7 separate regions of the Mus musculus genome follow, and all the other regions are linked to region 1. The links are chromatin contacts, called in public HiChIP or PLAC-seq and promoter capture Hi-C maps. All regions are on one chromosome and are shown on one strand. The core of a region is the stretch at or near the end of the contact, and the rest is flanking DNA. Distances in the headings are between cores, read along the strand shown.

Evidence for each region. Promoter capture Hi-C pulls out the DNA fragments that hold promoters and counts their contacts. HiChIP or PLAC-seq counts read pairs in DNA pulled down with a chosen protein or histone mark.
Region 2: a contact with region 1 is called in an H3K4me3 HiChIP or PLAC-seq map of bone marrow-derived macrophages, with 6 times the contacts expected there. The contact joins the promoter of Hexim2 here to the promoter of Ubtf in region 1. A contact is called at or near these places in 2 of 39 promoter capture datasets (erythroid cells and liver), 2 of 484 Hi-C or Micro-C datasets (both in embryonic stem cells) and 2 of 115 datasets of contacts at active chromatin or transcription factors (bone marrow-derived macrophages and pancreatic cancer cells).
Region 3: a promoter capture Hi-C map of embryonic stem cells shows a contact between it and region 1, with 4 times the contacts expected there. The contact joins the promoter of Ifi35 here to the promoter of Ubtf in region 1. A contact is called at or near these places in 1 of 39 promoter capture datasets (embryonic stem cells), 1 of 115 datasets of contacts at active chromatin or transcription factors (bone marrow-derived macrophages) and 1 of 9 other capture datasets (liver).
Region 4: a promoter capture Hi-C map of liver shows a contact between it and region 1, with 2.2 times the contacts expected there. The contact joins the promoter of Map3k14 here to the promoter of Ubtf in region 1. A contact is called at or near these places in 2 of 39 promoter capture datasets (liver and pre-B cells), 2 of 484 Hi-C or Micro-C datasets (CD4 T cells and CD8 T cells) and 1 of 115 datasets of contacts at active chromatin or transcription factors (pancreatic cancer cells).
Region 5: a FOXA1 HiChIP or PLAC-seq map of pancreatic cancer cells shows a contact between it and region 1. The contact joins the promoter of Nmt1 here to the promoter of Ubtf in region 1. A contact is called at or near these places in 1 of 39 promoter capture datasets (hippocampal neurons), 1 of 115 datasets of contacts at active chromatin or transcription factors (pancreatic cancer cells) and 1 of 9 other capture datasets (adipose tissue).
Region 6: a contact with region 1 is called in a promoter capture Hi-C map of embryonic stem cells. The contact joins the promoter of Hexim1 here to the promoter of Ubtf in region 1. A contact is called at or near these places in 4 of 39 promoter capture datasets (cranial neural crest, embryonic stem cells, erythroid cells and 1 more) and 1 of 484 Hi-C or Micro-C datasets (embryonic stem cells).
Region 7: an H3K4me3 HiChIP or PLAC-seq map of bone marrow-derived macrophages shows a contact between it and region 1, with 4 times the contacts expected there. The contact joins the promoter of Nbr1 here to the promoter of Ubtf in region 1. A contact is called at or near these places in 2 of 115 datasets of contacts at active chromatin or transcription factors (bone marrow-derived macrophages and pancreatic cancer cells) and 1 of 9 other capture datasets (adipose tissue).

Annotation. Positions count from the first base shown.
Region 1 is chr11:102,317,824-102,320,549 of GRCm38.p6, reverse strand. Ubtf (upstream binding transcription factor, RNA polymerase I) reads left to right here and starts at 1,454. Exons shown (of 21, transcript NM_011551.7): 1 at 1,454-1,702.
Region 2 is chr11:103,132,052-103,134,751 of GRCm38.p6, reverse strand. It overlaps Hexim2 (hexamethylene bis-acetamide inducible 2), which reads right to left and starts at 1,393. Exons shown (of 3, transcript NM_027658.2): 1 at 1,295-1,393; 2 at 611-717. The coding sequence starts at 673.
Region 3 is chr11:101,447,118-101,449,838 of GRCm38.p6, reverse strand. It overlaps Ifi35 (interferon-induced protein 35), which reads right to left and starts at 1,427. Exons shown (of 7, transcript NM_027320.4): 1 at 1,217-1,427. The coding sequence starts at 1,237.
Region 4 is chr11:103,265,910-103,268,706 of GRCm38.p6, reverse strand. Map3k14 (mitogen-activated protein kinase kinase kinase 14) reads left to right here and starts at 1,306. Exons shown (of 16, transcript NM_016896.3): 1 at 1,306-1,369.
Region 5 is chr11:103,027,256-103,029,955 of GRCm38.p6, reverse strand. Nmt1 (N-myristoyltransferase 1) reads right to left here and starts at 1,413. Exons shown (of 12, transcript NM_008707.4): 1 at 1,254-1,413. The coding sequence starts at 1,384. It also overlaps a transcript of Dcakd not described here.
Region 6 is chr11:103,114,978-103,117,677 of GRCm38.p6, reverse strand. It overlaps Hexim1 (hexamethylene bis-acetamide inducible 1), which reads right to left and starts at 1,353. Exons shown (of 1, transcript NM_138753.2): 1 at 1-1,353. The coding sequence starts at 756.
Region 7 is chr11:101,551,256-101,553,955 of GRCm38.p6, reverse strand. It overlaps Nbr1 (NBR1, autophagy cargo receptor), which reads right to left and starts at 1,302. Exons shown (of 24, transcript NM_008676.3): 1 at 1,001-1,302. It overlaps Brca1 (breast cancer 1, early onset), which reads left to right and starts at 2,001. Exons shown (of 23, transcript NM_009764.3): 1 at 2,001-2,187.

The sequences.
Region 1 (2,726 bases), core at 205-2,704:
AGACTTGCTGGATGGTGGAATACGGGAGGTTAGATCTGTGGTTGCCGGGCTGCTCAAATCCTGCCTTAAACCGGGGTGCGGAGCTCTCTTGTGGGCTCCCCGTCGTCGCCGGGGTGGGGGGACAGCGCCCGCGGCCTGCTTTCTCAGGGCTGGCCAAGCCTTTTTGACAAGCTGATTGCGAGAAGGGGATTGGCTGATCCAGGCGTGACGCCGGTAACAACAAAGGTGGAGTTGGAAGAAATTAGATTAAAGGAAAGGAGGAGAAAAAAAAAAAATTAAAGGGGGAGCTTGCAGGCAACTGGAAGCAGAGACCGAGGGGGAGACGCACGAAGCTCCGTTCCCGGTTCCGACTTCCCCCTTCCAGCTCTTTCGCACAAACGCGCTGGGATTTTGCTCTAAACCCCTACCCCGGTCGCGGCCTAGTTACTGAAGCCCAGGGTAAAGGGATGGCCGTTCCGCTGCTTCTTGAAAAACCTCCCCAACTCCCACTGACACCCTACTACGACACAGGGGTGAACTTTTTGTTCTTAACTCCTCGGATCATACGGCCGGTGAAGATGGGGGACATCGAGAACAACCCAAGACTGGCTCTGAAATCCGGAAGGCCCTCGCCGGGCACCGAGACCCAAACGAGGCGGGGTACTTCCCGGGTATTTTCATACGTTGCAAACCTAGGAGGCTTTTTTTTTTCCCTTTTTCTTTTTTGTAACATTCCCCTTCGCCCCCATCCCGCTTTAGCTTCAGGGTTGCAAAAGCAAAGCAATAAAAAAAAAAAAAAAAAGAGAGAGAGAGAAAACCTGCGCACACAGACACACACCAGTGGCGACAGGGGAGAGTTGGAAAAACGCAGGAGAGGAGGAGGCAGGAGACAGCAAGGATGGAGCAATGGGAGAGGGAGCAGGCAGGATCCCTCACAGATCCCCCTCCGGCCTCAAGCTGCCTTGCCCGCCCCGACAGGAGAGCGAGGAGTCGGGCAAGCAGATGGAGTGGAGCTCGCTCTAGGCAGCTGGCTTGGCCGGAGACTGGAGGAGCCGCCAAGCGACCGGCTGATTGGAAGAGAAACGCAGAGCGATGGAGGCGGGGGTAGGAGGACGATTTCTCTGCGGGGACTGGCGGCGGCGTACACGCCCGGGTCGGGCGCTGCAGAGCTTGGCTAGCTTTCAACCCGCGCTCGGCGGCTCCAGCCCCGCGCACCCCCGCCCCCAGCCCTGCCGGAGGCCCCGCAGGTGAGTGGGAGCTGGGAGCCAAAAAAGAGCTAAATGTCGAAAAACATCTGCCTTGGAAAAAAAAAAAAAAGCAAAAAACATTTTTTTTTTTTTTTTTTACTATTCCTTTTTTTAAAATTTCGTGCAGCCCCCGAGCGGTGGGAGGGAAGGGGTGAGGCTGAGCCGCCCGGAGGAGGCGGAGGGGCCAGGCGAGGCCGGGGCGGCCCGGGAGGCGGCGGCGCCAAGGCGGCTCTGACGGGCGAGCGCTCGGAGCGGCGCTGCGCTGCGCTGCGCCGAGGCGGGCGGGCGGGCGGGCGGAGCGGGGCGGGCGGAGCGCGGCGCGTGGGGCTCGCCATTAGCCGTCGCTCCGCTTCGCCATCTCGGGCTTTGTCTGGAGACTCGCTGCCCGGGCGCCGGCAGCTGCGGAGCTGCGGCTCGGCTCTTCCGCTTGCCGTGCTGCCTGGCGCCCCCGGCCCTCACTAGCACCCACTTGCTCGGTAAGTAAGCCTCGGTGCCGCGGATTTCGGGGGAAAGGGGTTGCTCTCTGGCGGCGCCAATCTCCGTCCTCCACGCGCCCGGGAAGGCCTGGATAGCCATGCCGGGCTGGATTGAACCGGCTCCCAGAGTGACTCTTCCGCTGGGGTCGGCAGCTCCTGGCCGATTCCCGGGTGTGAGGAGGGACGGGAGAGGTTTTTGTTGTTTAGGGGACTAAGAATATATATTTTAAGTTTCACGGGTGTTCTGCGGAGCATAAGGGAACCGAGAGGTAGGCGCCGAAACCTCGCACCGCGATCCGGGAGCGTGAGTCCCAAGCCGGTAGCCACGCTCCGGGGACCAGGGTGGTCGCTAGCCCGCTCCCGGAGGCGGGAGAGAGGAGCAGATGAGGACTAGGCCGGGAAACCGAGCTTAAGCTGGGAGAGCCTGGAAGAGAGCTCCAGAGCAGGGTTGCCGGCACCCGCGAGGCTCGCCGGCCACCCTCTCCACCGCCGCACCTCGGCCCTCCCTTCCTCCCGCGCCGGCCAAGCCTGCTAGTTCCCCCGCGGGGCTGGCGAGGTCGCTTTAGCCGCCCGCTTGCTCGCCCGCCTCGGCTCGCAGCCCCGCCGCCATCCGGGCGGCTGCGTGTCTTCCCTGTCCCGGCCCCCCCCTTCCCCGGCGGCAGCAACAGCAGCAGCCGCCGCCGCCACTACCACCACCCCCCTCCCCTCCTTCCTTGCCTCCGCCTCGGCCGCCCGGGTCCCCCCAGCGCCCGCCCCTCCTCCCAGCTGCCCCCCGCGGAGCCCGCCCGGGCAGGCTGTGGGAGGGAGCGGAGCCGGCGAGGCGGGCGGGCTGGCGCTCGCTCCCCGGGGGTCGGTGTGCGCTCTACGGGGAAGGACGCGCTCGCTGCCCCGCTTCTCCCGCCCCCCCTCCCGCTCCTCCTCCTCCCTTCTCCCTCCTCCCCGCTCCGGCGGCGGAGGCTGCTGCGGCGGCGGGGGGTGTGCGAGCTGAGGCCGGGGCCGGCGGGCGGGCGGGCGGGCTGCCTGC
Region 2 (2,700 bases), core at 144-2,643, 810 kb before region 1:
ACACCGAAATCTCTTGTCTTGACTCATTCTTGGTTCTCAGCCCGGAAAAAATAAATTTTTTTTTAAGTGCAAAATCTCTAACCAAGTTATTTGTCCTTGAGGTCACTTGTCATTGAGAGACAAGGTACTGTTATCAGAAGACCCTAAATGTAAGGTGGAATTTTGTTCCTCACAGGCTGCCTGATTCTGGAAAAGGTAGTGCAGCTCTCCAACCTCAGCTTCTGTCCACTGGAAATAACATCTACCTTGAAGGGCTTTTAGGAATTCATGAGCCATCATTGAATCACATTCTGGCCTACTTCCCAGAGCACAGTACAGACTCATTTAAAACACTGGCTTTCTAGCTGGGTGTGGTGGTGCAGGCTGTAATTTTAGCCCTTGGAAGGCTGAAGAAGAACGTTGTTGCAAGTTCGAGGCCAGCTGGGGATACACAGAAAGACACCCCCCCCCACCTCCCCCCTCAAGGTCTCAAACAAACGAAAATAAAATAAAATACTGGTTTTCTAAATCTACCAACCAACCAACAAGACAAAACAACAAAAGCCCTAGGATTTCAGCTATCTGACCCCACGTTTAGGGCTTTCAGGTGGCTGGGAGGGTGGGTACTTACCTTGGCCTCCTCCAGAGCAGCTGGTGACGCTGTGTTGCAGTTGGTATGGTTCACAGTGGCCATCTTCTCCTACTCTTGCAGCAGATGATGTCTTTAACTACTGTCACCTGCTTTGAACAACAACAGAAACCTAAGTCCTTAGGCAGAAGCTGGTTGGTCAGGAATTGTTTTGTCACAGCAGCAGCAGCCATTTTGTGGCCCCAGACCTGCATGGCCTTCACTTTCAAGTGAAGACTCGGAAGGCTGTTTCCATACTCTAGTCTTCACATTGCTAGCCAGCAAGGGACCAAGTGGGAGAGCAGAGGCCCTGGGCCTCTGCTCTCCTAATAAGTAAAGACAGGCTGGCAGTTAGGAGGGTAGGCCTGAGCTCTGTCACCCAGAAAGGACACTGCTTGGGGGATGCTGTGGAGAGGGTGGGTCTGTAGCTCCTGGAAGCCCCTATCTTGACCACCTTCAATCTCTCTAGGTTGGGACCTGGTCAGAGCCTATGGTTGAAGTCTTTTTGTCTACAGGGCCTGGACGGCTTCTCTCCTGTCTCAAGGAACGGGGAGCTAAAGGGAAGAAGTCTTCAAACTACATGCAGCTGACAGAAAGAAGAAGAAAAAAAATTCAATGGGAGTAAAAATGGAGTTCTTGGAGGAGGGAAAAGTCCTGGCAGGGAGATTTAACGAAGGTGGGACTGACCTATTTGCTGTCAAGGGCTTAGTGTACACCACTACCTCTGTGTGTCTTTCTGTGCGACCGCCTGTCCATGAGAGTCTCAACGCCTCTGCCCTATCTCTTGCTGCAGTAGCAGCAGCTCTGGCCAAGCCGCTAAAGCCCTAAGATGGGGGGGGGGGGAGGTGGAGGGGCGAAGAGGACAGCCTGGCAGCGCAATGGCTGCTGGGGGTTGTAGTTCTTCCACCCTAGGAAAGCTGCCCAGGATACTTTCAAGCTCCCATTACGTCAACAACCATGCCCAGGAACGCCAAAAAAAAAAAAAAAAAAAAAAAAAAAAAAAAAAAAAAAAAAAAAAACCTATTTGCCTTTGCGTGAACGTCCCGCGCTCACCGATCTCTTCTTTGATTGGGTCGCTTGTCTGCCAGTCTCCCGACTTTTGTCAACAACTAGCTGTGCGGAAGCACAACTGGACCCGCCCTGTCAGAGCTCAATTAAAGAGTTCATTGATGGCGTTAGGCTTTACCAGGGAGAAATAGAGATCCGGTCGCGGGGGCGGGGCTTGCGCGCGGAGGGATTCCCTAGCCTTGAGGAAGGCGACGAGCAGCTCGGGGGCCGCCGCCGCCGCCGCCATTTTGGGCTGGGAGGAGGCAGCGGAGGGACTCGCTGCGCAGTGAGAGCACCCCATGGGGGGTGGTCCGGGCGCGGGGAGAGGCCGGGCCGAGTGGGCTGCCTGAAGTGGCGGCGCCGGGAGACGGCGGGGAGTTGGGTCGGGGGCTGGGAAGGGTGAAGGTTGGCGTCTCCCCGGCCGAGCCCAGTCCTCAAACCGTCCCGGCAGCCTCTCCGCCTCGCCTTTGAGAGCGGCCTTTTGGGGTAATTACCGCGTATTTCCCGGGATCCCAGCAGAGGAGAGGCCAGTAAGACGGCTTCCCCTCTGCTGTGCTTCCACCGGGACGTGATCCTGAGGCCGAGGTCTGCCCAAGGCCTCTCGTCACCCCCATTCATCCCGGGTATGGCGGCCAGGCCCGGCGTAGCCGGACCCCCATCTGAAGGACGAGGTGGGCGCGACGCCAGTTGGAGACCCTGGCTCGCAGGGACGGGCCGAGGTTGCAACTCTGGCCGCATGCCCTGAGCAGTGCTAGTGAGCTGGAGGCTCCGAGGTTGCCCGGCCGGATTGCACCCGCCTCCCCACCCCCATACACCGTGTCCATCCCACTTCTCAGGGCTGCGAAAAGCAACAACCCTCTAACTTCTATAACAGCCACCAACTCCCCCTGGGACCAACTAGATCTGGGCACGTGGAAAGCTCGAGCTTAGCGCTTGGAAATTTCTGAGCTCTCTTGCCCTCAAGATTTCTCCCATCGAGCCCCGACTCTCCCAATGGCCTGACCTCGAACGTCAGCATCCGCTTTTGGAAACTCCTGAAGTGTGTC
Region 3 (2,721 bases), core at 178-2,677, 870 kb after region 1:
ACCACTGAGCCATCTCACCAGCCTGGTTATCTCAGTTCTTAAGTACTGAATTTCTCCTCGTGCTTTTTTTTTTTTTTTTTAAAGATTTGTTTATTTTATGTATGTGAGTACACTGTTGCTTTTCTCAGGCACATCAGAAGAGGGCATCGGATCCCATTACATGTGGTTGCTGGGAATTGAACTCAGGACCTCTGGAAGAGCATTTAGTGCTCTTAACCACTGAGCCATCTCTCCAGCCCCTCTTCTCATACTCTTAAGGTAAGCAGTTTATAGACTGAGCTAGCTCTCTAGCCTTCCCTCTAGGTATCTTTGTGAAGAAGTGTAATATCCCTACATAGTAAGTGAAGGGATTAGACTGTCAACTTTAGAAAAGCTAATGTTTGGTCCAGTGCAACATGTCTGAAGAAACTAGGATCTGAAACCAGGCAGGTTGGCTCTTCAATATTGCTTTTTCCTTATTTGGCTCCAAATCGCTCCCTTTTTTTATTGTATCTGGGAGATAAATGGAAGTTTTCCGTGCCAGAAGACTAACAAGGGGAGGCAGAGCTGCTGAGGACAAGCTGCATTGGATCCCTCCTCGAAGGTGGCTGCCCACTGTGCTTCCTCCTGAGGCCTCACTGGCTGTTGGCAGGCAGACTTCACAGCTCAACCTAGCCTATCTGAGGTGGCCTCAGTCAGAGGCACTTAGAAAGACCACCTGTCCCAGAGAGGACCAATGGTCAGGTTGACATGGCATTCTGAGGGGAGGAGTTTTTGGCTGGGAAGTACCTCAGAGTATTCCCTTTGCTGTTTAGAATAGCCAGAAACCTTTGATGCTTACAGCTCTCTACAACCCTGAAGCATACATCCACATAAAGAAAGATCAAGGCCGGGCAGTGGTGGCGCACACCTTTAATCCCAGCACTTGGGAGGCACAGGCAGGCAGATTTCTGAGTTCGAGGCCAGCCTGGTCTCCAGAGTGAGTTCCAGGACAGCCAGGGCTAAACAGAGAAACCCCGTCTCGAAAAACCAAAAAGAATGATCAAGGTCCTTACTTTAGGTGTCAGAGTCCTGGTTTTGACAATAGGTAAATGACAAGATCCACAGACCAAGGTACCCTAAGCGCTCTACTTCTCTTCCACCCTTAGCAGGCTTGAGCCGAGCAGGTCTAAGCCTAGAACACTGTGTTCCCGCCCCTCCCCACATGCGACAAATGCTCCCCTGCTCCCGTACTTACAGTTTGCAGGGTCACAGACATGGCTCTCACGTCTGGCAGAAGCTGGGGCTTCAGAGCAGGGTTGGCAGTGAAGAGTTCTGAAGGACTAAACTCTTTGACCCCTCAGAGGTGGCTCTGGTCTCCTCAGCCTCCAGCAGCGTCTGAAACACACTTCCACTGCTGTTGCTTGCTTGCCGGCCTCACTTCCACTTTCATTTCTGTGAATTCTGCTTCTGAGCATACAGCCCCACCCTTGGGCGGAGCCTTCCAAGTCATCAAATCTAACTACCCAGTCAGGCATGTGCTCCTGGGACCGCAAAGGGAAGACTTTCCCAGGCAGCCAGTTCTAGCATAAACCATGGTAGGATTTTTAAGACTTCCAGACAGACAGGCTCTCAGTACTGCAGCTCTAGCTGGCTTCACACCCTTGAGATCTGTCTGCTTTTGCCTCCAAAAAGCTGTGATTAAAGAACTGTGAGTCACCCTGGAGGCAGAGGCAGGCGGATTTCTGAGTTCGAGGCCAACCTGGTCTACAAAGTGAGTTCCAGGACAGCCAGGGCTATGCAGAGAAACTGTCTCCAAAAAACCAAAAAAAAAAAACAAAACAAAAAAAACCTGTGAGTCAAGTGGCGGCGGCACATCTTTGATGCCAGCGTTCAAAGAGGCAGGTGGATCTCTGTGACCAGTCAAGCCTAGTCTACAGAGTGATTTTTCAGGGCAGCCACAGGTACACAGAGAAATCCTACCTCCAAAACCCAAAATATAAAGGGTTCAGCTGTTGAGTACCAGAGGACCCAGGTTCAACTCCCAGTATCCACATGGCTATTGGTAACCTTTTTCTTTTAAAAAAGATTTATTTATTATGTGTAAGTACACTGTAGCTGTCATCAGACACTCCAGACCAGGGAGTCAGATCACATTGCAGATGGTTTCGAGTCACCACGTGGTTGCTGGGAATTGTACTCAGGACCTTCGGAAGAGCAGTCAGTGCTTTTTGTTGGTTTTATTGTTTCCGAGACAGGGGTTTTATCTGTGTAGCCTTGGCTGTCCTGTAACCATGCTGTCTTGTAGACCAGGCTGGCCTGGAACTCCGAAACTCGCCTGCCTCTGCCTCCCAAGTGCTGGGATTAATGGCGTTGAGCCACCACTGTCTGGCGCAGTCAGTGCTTTTATCCACTGAGCCATCTCACCAGCCCAACTAAAAAGCCCTTTTATTTATTTATTTATTTATTTTTTATTTATTTTTTTTTTTTTAAGATTTATTTATTATTTATTATATGTAAGTACACTGTAGCTGTCTTCAGACACACCAGAAGAGGGCATCAGATCTCATTAAGGATGGTTGTGAGCCACCATGTGGTTGCTGGGATTTGAACTCTGGACCTTTGGAAGAGCAGTCGGGTGCTCTTACCCACTGAGCCATCTCACCAGCCCCCTTTTATTTATATGAGCACTCAGTAGCCGTCCTCAGAAACACACCAGAGTTGTGAATCAGATTCTAATTACAGATAGTTGTGAGCCACCAT
Region 4 (2,797 bases), core at 57-2,556, 950 kb before region 1:
CTAGTTGGCTTTGTTTCCACATAGAAGTCAGGCTATGCAGCTCAGACTAGCTTCAAACTTGTCATCCTCCTGCCTCAGCCTCCTGAATGCAGGCCAGGTTGTGGGGTTTCCACATTGTCTAAATGAATGGCCTTTCTCGGTGTCCAACAACAGATGTCGGCTTGAACTTGTCTCCAGAAAGAAGCTAGGTCTGCAAAGTGGTCACAAGCAGACAGTGGTCTGGCCCTGGCTCAAACCTTTCCAGACAGGCCGTTCCTTATTTCTCAAACCAGCCAAGAATATGGCTGCCACTCCCACCATACCACCAGTCCCTGCATCTGCAGTTAGGATTCCTTGCAGAGTCTCTAAGGTCGCAGCGCATCTTTTATTCTGGAAACATTTTTTTAAAAAACACATATTTGTAATTTCTTATTACCAGTAAACAGAAGCTTGTGGTACAGTAGGAAGCCCATTAGCAAAGTTAGAAAAGAAAAAAAAAATCCATAAATTCCCTACACTCTTTCCCGGCCCCATAAAAAGGGCACTGTAGAGAGCACGTTTTCAAAGACCAAGTCTTCCTGACTCTGTAGTTTAGAATGGATCCCGTGCTCAGCACACACACCATGAAGCTTCTCGGGGTGGAAGGAGACTGTACCACATCTGCACACTCCCTTAGAGCGTTTCAACACCCGGTCTGTCCTACATAGGCCTTTGGCTCCCCACACTTCTCGAGGGTAGGCAGAGCAACCTCATCTCCACACACTTTACAGAACCGGGCTCACTCTACGTGCTCCATAAAAATGTTTCTGGCCCCACCAGGCCCCCACGAAGCAGCCTCGCCCTCAAGCAGAAAGCAGAGAAACCCAAGACCTCAGAGCGAGAGCGCCCCGCCGTCTCCAAGGTAACCAAAGCCGAAGCCGGGAATGCCCACGCATGCGTACAGTCGCCCTTCCTTCCCGTAACCTCAAAAAGAATGCAGCCCGTAAGATTTGCCAGAAGGCGAGAGCGCATGTGTAGTTCAACCAACACCCTGGCCTCCTTCGCCTACAGACCGCCCATCCACCCAGCCTTCGGCGCTGGATACCCTGGCCGGAAACAGTGCCCATTTTGGGGAGGCCTCGCTAGCCAATCGCTGCTGAGGAGTGGCCGGCAGGCCGACCGGATCAAGGCGTTTTATTGGCTAACTTATAGGAATGGGTGGGATCAAGGGTCGCGGTGCGGCCAAAGAAAGGAGGCGGGAAGCTAGCAAAGTCGCAGCCACGGGGGGAGGCGTGGCCCGGGGCGGGGATAGGCACGGGGGCGTGGTCGAGGAGGGGCAGCAGGGGCCCGGAGCGATCGCTGGCCAGCGAAGCGCCACACTCGCTTGTTTGAGGACAACGGCGCTCCGCCGGTAGGTGACTGGGCAGAACCCCGAGTCCTAAAGCGGGACGCCGAGGGAGCGGGCGGGGAAGGGGCGCCTCCCAGGCGGGGACTGGGTTGCAGCCGGGCTGTCCACGAGGGATGGCTGGGAGGGGTGGCCGGGTGACTACGGTCTAACCCGCTCGCACGCTCAGCGCCATCAGCGCCACGCTCGAAACGCCGTGCTCGCCTAGAACCTCCAGGCCGCGCACCCACGGGTCACACGCTTGCCCGGAACGCGCGCGGGTACTGTCTGCTTCCCTTTCCCCAACATCCGTGCCATCGAGTTCAGCCGCCCTACTGGCAGACCTGGCTCCTAAGTGTCCCCCAAGAGAAGGTGATCGCTCCACTGCCCTAGCAGTGACATGAGCAGCCTTTCCCTTTGAACTGCTTGGGATCACTTGTTCTGAGAGGATCACTGCTCTGGGCACTCAGTAGAGCAATGCTAGTCGCTGATGGTGCTGTCCTCCCTCCTCGATGGTCCTTACCCTTCTCTAATTCTGTGTTCTACTCGGAACTTTTGGAATCTGTTTATATGTACTAGTCCCGTCCTGGAAGCTCTTCCCGGCTCTGGCAACTTTCAGCCACCTGTCACCAAGTGAAAAGAAACATTTGTCTGAGGCAGAGATTCCCACCTGCTTTGGAACCTCATCATGTTCATTAACTTCAGACCTCCCCCCCTCCACTCCCCACCCCCCAGTTGAGATTAAAAGATGGCTGACAGCCCTAAAGGATGGATAGGGGTGTGCATGGGCTGTCAAGTGGATGAGTGGAGAAAAGTTTCAAATATCAGTGTCTTAATGACATGTTGTTGTTGTTGTTGTTGTTGTTAATTGGAGACAATGAACACTAATGACTGGATTAAGGGCGCTAAAAGAATGAACTGAACGAGGAGTGGCACCATGACCAGTGGACTTCGGAACACTGGCGAGTATCTAGAAACATAGTCTCTCTGAAAGATTAGAGGATTGTTTCCTAACTTCAGTTCTGCAGGGTTTTGCTTAGTAACTTTCCCATTTAGTGGTAGGTGTGGTCAGATGCATAGACTGTTGTCCAGTTGGTAAGCGAAGTACCTGAACCAGGTGTGAGGGATGATATGCCTCGTCTGTGGCCTCAGAGCCATGAGTGAGGGTGAGTTCTCCAGATCCCTGAATAAGAACAGCATAACCTAACTTTGATAGAGAAAGGGGGGGGGGTTGGGGTGATCTTTTTGCTGTTAATGTGAGAGGATGCTTTGAAGACTCTTGACTTGCTTATGATGTATGTGTGTATTTCCTCTTGTATTTAAAGTGATGTCAAAGGCAATTCCTTTGGATGGATGCCAGCTTTATGAGTTTTTCAGACGCCCTTAAGACATCTTGAAAACTAGGCATGGTGGCACACACCTGTAATCCATCACTGGGAGGCTGGGACAAGGAGG
Region 5 (2,700 bases), core at 164-2,663, 710 kb before region 1:
GCAGAGTCAGGTGGATCTCTGAGTTCGAAGCCAGCCTGGTCTACAAGACAGCCAGGGCTACACAGAGAAACCCTGTCTCAAAAAACAAAACAAAACAAAACAAAAACAAAAAACAACAACAACAACAAACAACCACTCAATCACACACCCACAAGTCTCTACACAAAAATATACATATGTATACATACATACATACATACATACATATTGGGTGGGGGCGTTAGAGCAGCAGGAAAATAATATGAACTTAAATACATCATTTTTCGTGACTGGCTTACTGATGTACTGATTGGAAAAACAAAGACAAATACAAATTCTCAAATATCTGGCCCATTTCTTCTTCTCTACTAACAAAAGACTGAAATTACTTATAGTAAGACCCTGACCTACACAGTGACCTGTAACAGTACTAATCCCCATACCCGAGAGACAAGAACATCACCCCAAGTTTGGAGTCAATCTGTTCTACATTGTATGCCCCAGGCCAGCCATAGCTACACAGTAGAACCTGTCTAAAAAGGCAAAACATAACGAACAAAAAACCCCAGGGAGACCCTAAAGTACAAGACGTGCAGTAGTACCCCACAAATACCACATGTTCTCCAAGAAGCAACATCAGTTTATTGAAGCTTTGAGGCCCTTCACTAAATTAACAAAGTGAAGGTACAATGAAATTGACTCTTCACCGATTATTTGAGGCAACAGACACTGAATAAATCAAAACATCACATCACTAATAACATAGGATCATAGTGAGTTTATATTTCGGACTTGTCTGGCAGTTATATTTTACAACATAATTATATGCATGGCTTGTATAGCCTAGTGAATTTCCTCATTGAGCGTGAACTACAACGAAATGTTTTATTATTAGTTTATGGCTAGTCACGTTTCTCATACACCTTTATAAGTAACGTTCCTTCTGAACCGCAGCTTCTAGATTGCTCTGCATTGTACTACTGAAATCTACCGTTCAAAATGTTCTTTTCCCCCATCGTGCCTAAAGCAAGGGAGTGGTACACTAAACAGAACTTTTATATAATAAAAGTATTGCATGTCTCCGACCCTTAATATCTGAGCACCCATCCTGGTAAGTGACAAAGACAAAAACCAATCGCTAGGTAGGATCTCAATGGCTTAGCCAATAAGAACATGGGGGTGGGGTTAGACTAAGCTCCCGGTGACTTCCCCGCACCCCAGATACCCAGCTTGTGGGAGACCGGACAGGAATTGGGCTACGATGATCTCGTTACCTCCTGTTGTGGCTGTTGTCCTCCTCGTTCTCGCAATCGCTGCAGTGCTCATGGCCGTTTCCATTCCCTTCCATCATCAGTGGCAACGAAGGTGCCGGCAGCTTCACTGCTGTCTCACTCTCATCCGCCATCTTGGGTTGCGAGAGCCGGACTCCGCGCCCCGCTACATGGAGGGCTCCTATTGGACAGAGGAAGTACGCGCTGTATTCTGGGTTTTGTAGTTTGTGTGAAGAAATCTGCCACTAAGGGTGGCTTGTTTTCAAAAAACTGTACCGATGTGGACTACAAAACCCAGAAATCATGAAGGGACGCTGCCTTGGGAGGAGCGGGCAGCAATTCCGGAAGCCCCTAGGTTCGGCCGCCCTCTGAGACGAAGGGCGCTGTACGCCTTATAGGGTGGTCGCGGGGCACGCTGGGAGTTGCAGTTCCATGTTGAATTAGAGTTTCGCAAGTAAAGGGCTTGCAAAGTCCAAGGTTTTCAGGCCGCCCTTGGTAATCAACAGGCCACAGATGAGCCGTTATCGGCTAACGTTAAGGACCGTTACCATTCCTGGGTAAGTGAAAGACACTGAGGTTCATGGCTGCGATTCTCCAGGAGCTCAAATGCCCTTACAGAGGACTTTCCTATAGGTTTGCTCTCGGCTGCCTTCCCTACTCCAGCCTTTAGGGAGACCTGGGTCTTTGGAAATCTAAAACCGAGAGGCAGTGCATTGAGGTGTGTGGAACACTGCCCCCGAGCCAAAGACTTGATTGCTTGCAGGGGAGGCTTACCATTTCTTGGCTTCTAATTTTGCACTGCGCTCTTCTTCACATTTCCCTTTGATTCTCCTCTAGAGCCTTCCATAACAAGTCTTTTTTTTTAAGATTATGATAATTACACCATTTCCCCACTTCCCCTTTCCTTCCTCTAACCCCTCCCATATACACCCCACCTTGCTCTCAAATTCATGGCCTCTTTTTCTTTAGTTGTTGTTACATATGGGTGTGTGTGTGTTTTCCTAAATATATAAATATAGCCCGTTCAGTAAGCATAATGTTGTATGCAAATGATTTCAGGGCTGGTGTGCCTGGGAAGAACTATTTCCTCCCCCATTTTTAGCCTTCCTTAATTGCCTGTAGTTCTTAGTCTGGGGTTGAGGCCTCACGAGCTCCCCTACTCCCAACACAAGACTTTAATGAGCACTTACACGCCAGGCTCTGGCGTAAGACTTTTTGTACCTGAATTCCTATAATTTTAACAAGCTTAGAATGTGTTATGCCATTATTATTCCTTTTTCACAGATGAAAAGACTGTTCCAGAAAAGTTGGTACATTGTTTGTAGGCGGCAAAATCTGTCTATAAATCTGTATCTACCTACTCTGTGCCCTCTGTAAGGCTTCACCGTCACACCAGTCACACTGTTGGATCCAGGCAACTTCCAAGGACGAATCAGTTATAGCCAGGTAA
Region 6 (2,700 bases), core at 104-2,603, 800 kb before region 1:
CATGCCATCGCTGCCTCCGTCTTCCTCACCAGCTTCTTCCACAAAATCCTCATCGCTGGTGTCGTCGGATTTGGCGGCTGCCCGCTTGGGGTAAAGGCCGGTTTTGAGATCAGGCTCCTCCTGATCGTGGTCATCCATGAGGAACTGCGTGGTGTTATAGGGCGCAACTGGCTGGCCCTTGGCGAACATCTCGGCTCGAACCCGCGAAGCTCGCAGGCTCTGCTTCTCGTCGAACTTTTTCTTCTCCTCCCAAGTCAGCTTGTAGTAGGGCTTCCAATGCCGCTTCTTCTTTGAGGGGCGTCTCCGATGTTTTTTCTTGCCCAGCTGTCTCTGTTGCTGTCCCCATGGCTCCTCGCCTCCGGCGGCAGGAGCCTCCTGCTTGGTGGCCTCCGAGTCATGACCTGGCTGCACGAGGGACTCTGACATCGGCTCTCCCTCCGCCGACGGGGAGGCACCGCCAGTGGATAAGTCCTCCCCATTCTGGCCCTTCTCGCCCTTCTCCAGGGAGCTCAATTCTGGACAGGCATTCGTCTGCAATGGGGGCAGCTGGTGCTTCAGGCCCCCTTCTCCCTCCTGCCCTGGACGGCTACCGGACTGCAAGGACGCTCTCGATTGCCACCTACTGTCCTCCTTGGGCACCCGTTCCTCCGCGCTTGGGGGGCGCTCAGAGGTATGCTCTTCATGGACAACAGCAGCACCTGTACAGTTGCTAGTTTGAGGCTGGTGTTGATGTTCTGTCAAGAGTGGCTCGGCCATGGCTTAGTAGAGTTCTCTTCTGGAAGTTTGAGAAATTCTGGCTTAAGGAAAGAGGTTTTTCTTTCTTTTCAAAATATGTCCAACAAAGTCCTCTTCGGTCAGTAATTTCTGCAGTGACGCCTTCCGTCCGTCCTGTCAGCAAACTCCAATCGCAACTTGGAGTCCAGTCAATAAAGGGTTAAGCGCACACAAGCGTGGCCAACTAGCAGGTCCGGGGGTTCAGCAGCAGGCACCGTATGCAAATATGCAGAGGGGTGGGCTTCACGCCTCCCCGCCGAGTGCTCCCACAGACGAGGAGTTGGTGCGCAAGGAGAGGAGGTTTAAGTCCAATGGGTTAAACCCAACCCGAAAGGGTTAAAACTACCCGATGACGCTGCCTCGGAGGGGCCGAATCCACAAAGGGTTAAATCCCCTGCCGCAGAGCCCACAAGGGGTTAAAGTCCCAGAGCCGCCACCTCCCACTTCCACGGGTGTCGCTCCAACCCGAGCTCCCAGTTCCTCAGGCCGGGCCGGAGCCTTAGCCGAGGACAGACAAACTCATCTCCCCTCTGGCTCGATGCTCCGCTCAGTTCTCCTCCGCCTCCTCCTCTTTTCCTCCCTCCCTCCCTCCCCCTTCAGACAGCTCTTCTTCCGCCTCCTCCTCCGGCTTCCCCTCCCAACCTGACTTTCCACCTGCCAACTTCCAACTGCTGTCTCCAAGCCCTCGGCGCCTCTTATATATAGAAGCTTGTAAGCCCCGCCCATGCGCATGCGTAACGGAGTCCAGGTGTGGGGCAGCCGGGAGTCGTAGTTCCCTTCTTTCGGGCCCGCCGTCCTCGCGCGCCGTGCAACGTAGCCAATCATAGAATGCGTAGGGGGCGTCTCCCAGGCCGCCTTCTTCCATCGCTTAGCTCTCGCTGAAGAAACGTGAGCAGTCATTGGGCAAGAGTTATTCGTCTCTCCGAGGAAGGAAGACCAATTACAGAGGAGATGGGGCGGGTTCTGGACCATACCATTGTGCTTCAGGAATACAAGAAGATTCCATGACCTTTGGGAGCTTATACAGAATATTTTTATTAAAAGGTGCGTTTGAAAATCTACTGTCATATTCTGTTCTCAGCGGAAAGGTTCTGATGGCCATAAACCGTTTTCAACTTATGCAAAAATGGTCTGTCCCTAAAAAGTAGTCCCTAAAGTGTAAAAGAGGATTAAATTCTATAAAGAGAGCTGTTAGTCGTGATTACTGACATTGGATTCTTAAAATTACAATAATGTCTCTGAGGTAGGTGATGGGTTTCTTGGAGAGAGATAAGCGGAAGGATATTTTGGACAACTATTTATTAAAAAGACGAAAAGCGCATGAAGAAGTAAACAAATGAATTAAGAAGTGCCGCCTTAAAGGGACAGTGTGGTGGCCTGCCGAGCATCAGCTTCAGACTAGGCCTCAGGAACTGAGAGGGCGGGTTCGAGTCCTGAGTGACGTCGGTCCTCAGGCTATCCTGGAGGCCCTTAGGTGAGAGCAGCCACCCAGGCCAAGAGCTATCTCCGCACCAGAGGTGAAAGCAAAGTGGTCCTCCGCGGCCGAGCTCTCCGCCTGAGCCCGGATGGGAAGCGCGTGGTGAGGAGGAAGGACTCGCCCCGAACCTCGGCTTCTGCCGAAGAAAATGGCCTCCCGGGGTCGACTTGGCCTCTTCGCTTCCGATACCGCAAACCTTTCCCTAGCCAGGATACTCTGGAGAGATTGGGCCAATTGATGCGAAGTCTGTGTTGGGGAGGAACCCAAAAATCTATGCGTTCCCGAAAAAAGGGGGTGTCATCCACAGAGATGAGGTGTGTGTGTGTGTTGGGGGGAAGGCTTCGAGAAGGAAAGCTGAAGGCCTTCCCTGAAATGGGTGTGCTTGACCCAGGGCCGTAGGGTACATTGGGGGTGAAGTGGGGGTTCTACTCCCCCTTAAAAGGGATTCA
Region 7 (2,700 bases), core at 53-2,552, 770 kb after region 1:
TAAAAATTGTGAAACACACTTTCCAACTTCAAGAAATACTCTTCCACTCTTTTCTGTCTGGAAGGAAACTATTCTTCCCCGTTCTGAAATTACACAAGTGGGAATTAGTTTCCATACTTTGGAGCAACCAGCTGTTCTGCCCATGGGAGAAAACAGGAAGTAGGCGGTTCTAGTTTAGCTGGCCAATATACAGGTCTTCATAAAGGGCTTACGTGTGAAAATTCTTTCAGCCAGAGCAATCATCTTGAACTTGTGAAAATATCAAAAGTACAGTTAACCACATCTATACCTGAAGGTTTACCTCCAGCAGTCAGGTAGCTGGGCCTAAGCCTGCACTTTCCTAAATGGCACTGTAAACTCATACCTATTGACTCACGTTCATGTGGCTAAGTCAGCTTTTCCTCACGTGATTATTTTTCAACCCCGACAAATAATTTTAATAAAGCCAATTTGGGAATCTGAACTTCATTTTCTATACCAGAAGCTGGCACAAGCAACCTGAGTTTTAAAATGTGTCATCTGAAAGGTGGGTGTTTGACATAACGGGAAAAACGATGCCTTTCTAATTTGGAAGGTCCTAGCTCAAGATATCTTCCTTCAATAGAGCCTTAAAAATAGGAAAGGGACAGAATGAGGAAGATGTATGTCCTTTCTTGTCGCAGACTTAATCCCAGTCTTCCAGTAATGGTTTCCCGGAACTCCATGTCCCCAGGACAGTGAGTGTCACCACCATCGAAGCCCTCTTTATGTTCTGGGGGGGATCGAGACCTTTTCTTAGCAGAAACTGGCCCTTCTAAGCCATGAACTGTCTCCCTCAGGCAGTATCCACCCCCCACTATCGATGACAACCCAAGCGACTCCCTCATCTGGTCACTGAAAAGACTGGCTGCCCCTGAACACGGAAAGTCACTCCTCTTTGCAAGATTTTCCCCTTGAACTTCCCCGAGCACTCTAAGAACGGCGTGCCCCTACTTCTAGGTAACAGTGGTAGCTTCCTTACCAGCTTTCCGCCCACGGGGGGCGCTTGCCAGTGGCCAGTGCAAGGACCGTTCGCGGCCAGCTCGCCTGCTATCCCTGCGGGGTGAATCTAACATGGCGGACAGAGACCGGGCCTAGTCCCATGTTTCCCGGAGTTTTCCACAAGATGATTGGCTCTTTCTATCTGCCCCTCAAAATAACCTCTCTACCGATTGGTCAGTGCTGCGTTGGCAAGGGAGGGACAGAAGCTCTCTGAACCGCATAACAATAACAAACACCCAGGCCGAGGGGCGGAACTAGCGCGCAGAAGTCAGCTGGTTGGATTTCCCTTTCCCAAGCCGATTGGCCACCCTCTGCTTTTCCCAGGTCACTGACATTGGCGGACTAGTTACCCGAGAATCGCGGGGCTGGACGGGAATTGTAGTCTTCCTGGAACCCACAGCTCCTTTTAGTCTATTTTCTGTGCACAAAACACGAACACAGAACGCTGCGATTCATAGCAGCTAAGACGCATAACTGCGAGGAGGTCTCCGCTGTACCGACTGGGTTCCTGTGGTACTCGTGCCTGCTTCCGGTGTGAGAAGCTCTTTTCCCGTAAGACTACACTTTCCAAGAGATGCTGTGGAGAAGGCCTTTCGTTCCGCAATGCATGCTGGAATTGGTAGTTCTTCTTACACAAGTCTCTTATTTACCGAAACTGGAGACTTCCATGGCAGGAAGGCTGAGGGAGGGATGAGACCTCGTTTTGCAACTGCTTTGGGCACTACCTTGCGCTCATATTCCGGCCTCAGGGAGCGATTCCCACCCTTTGTACAGAACTACTGTGACGTAATAAGCAGGCGTAGATGCGAAGGGGCTGCCTAAGAGAAACCTCGAAATTCTTTCTCTTCCGTCTCTTTCTAGTGACGACATACAGGAAAAAAAAAGACTAGGTAGCCAATCGCAAACCCAGAAACAGTTTCAGCACCCCCCCCCCCCAACTCGCTCCTCCCTTCCCTTCCGCTGACGTGTCTGGATCTTGTGTTCCGAAAGGCTAGCGCTAGGCGCCAAGCGGCCGGTTTCCTTGGCGACGGAGAGCGCGGGAATTTTAGATAGATTGTAATTGCGGCTGCGCGGCCGCTGCCCGTGCAGCCAGAGGATCCAGCACCTCTCTTGGGGCTTCTCCGTCCTCGGCGCTTGGAAGTACGGATCTTTTTTCTCGGAGAAAAGGTGAGACAGCCCTGAGGAACAGAAAGGGTACCCCGGAATACTCATATGAAAGGCAGGAAGCTGCTGGTGGAGACGGGTGTTTACTGATTAGGAAAGTACCTGGGGCGGAACCAAAGGGTCCCAGACGTTTTCAAACAGGACTCTTGGGAAGGGTGCAGTTTGTGCATTCCCGGGGGCAGCTGTGAGGAAGAGGGCAAAGGATCTACGAGGGGGAGTTCTGGCTGTAATCGTATCTTGAAGGTTGTATACGGATGCGGGCTAAAGGATGAGAGGAAAGGCGGGCAGAAGTGTGGCAGGGAAGAGGGGGGAAAAACGGAGTTTGTGGAGGGAAACTCCTGAAGAACTAGACCCGAGTACATTTCACAGAAGGTTCTAGAAGGGAAGTACATAAGGGAATGGCAATAGTAATGAATGCTGTTGGCAGAGAAGACGTGTTTAAAGAGAGCCTTAACAGGGAAACATCCAGAAGAGGTAGGGTGGAGACGCTTTAGCAGTTTTTAAGTGTTCCTTTTG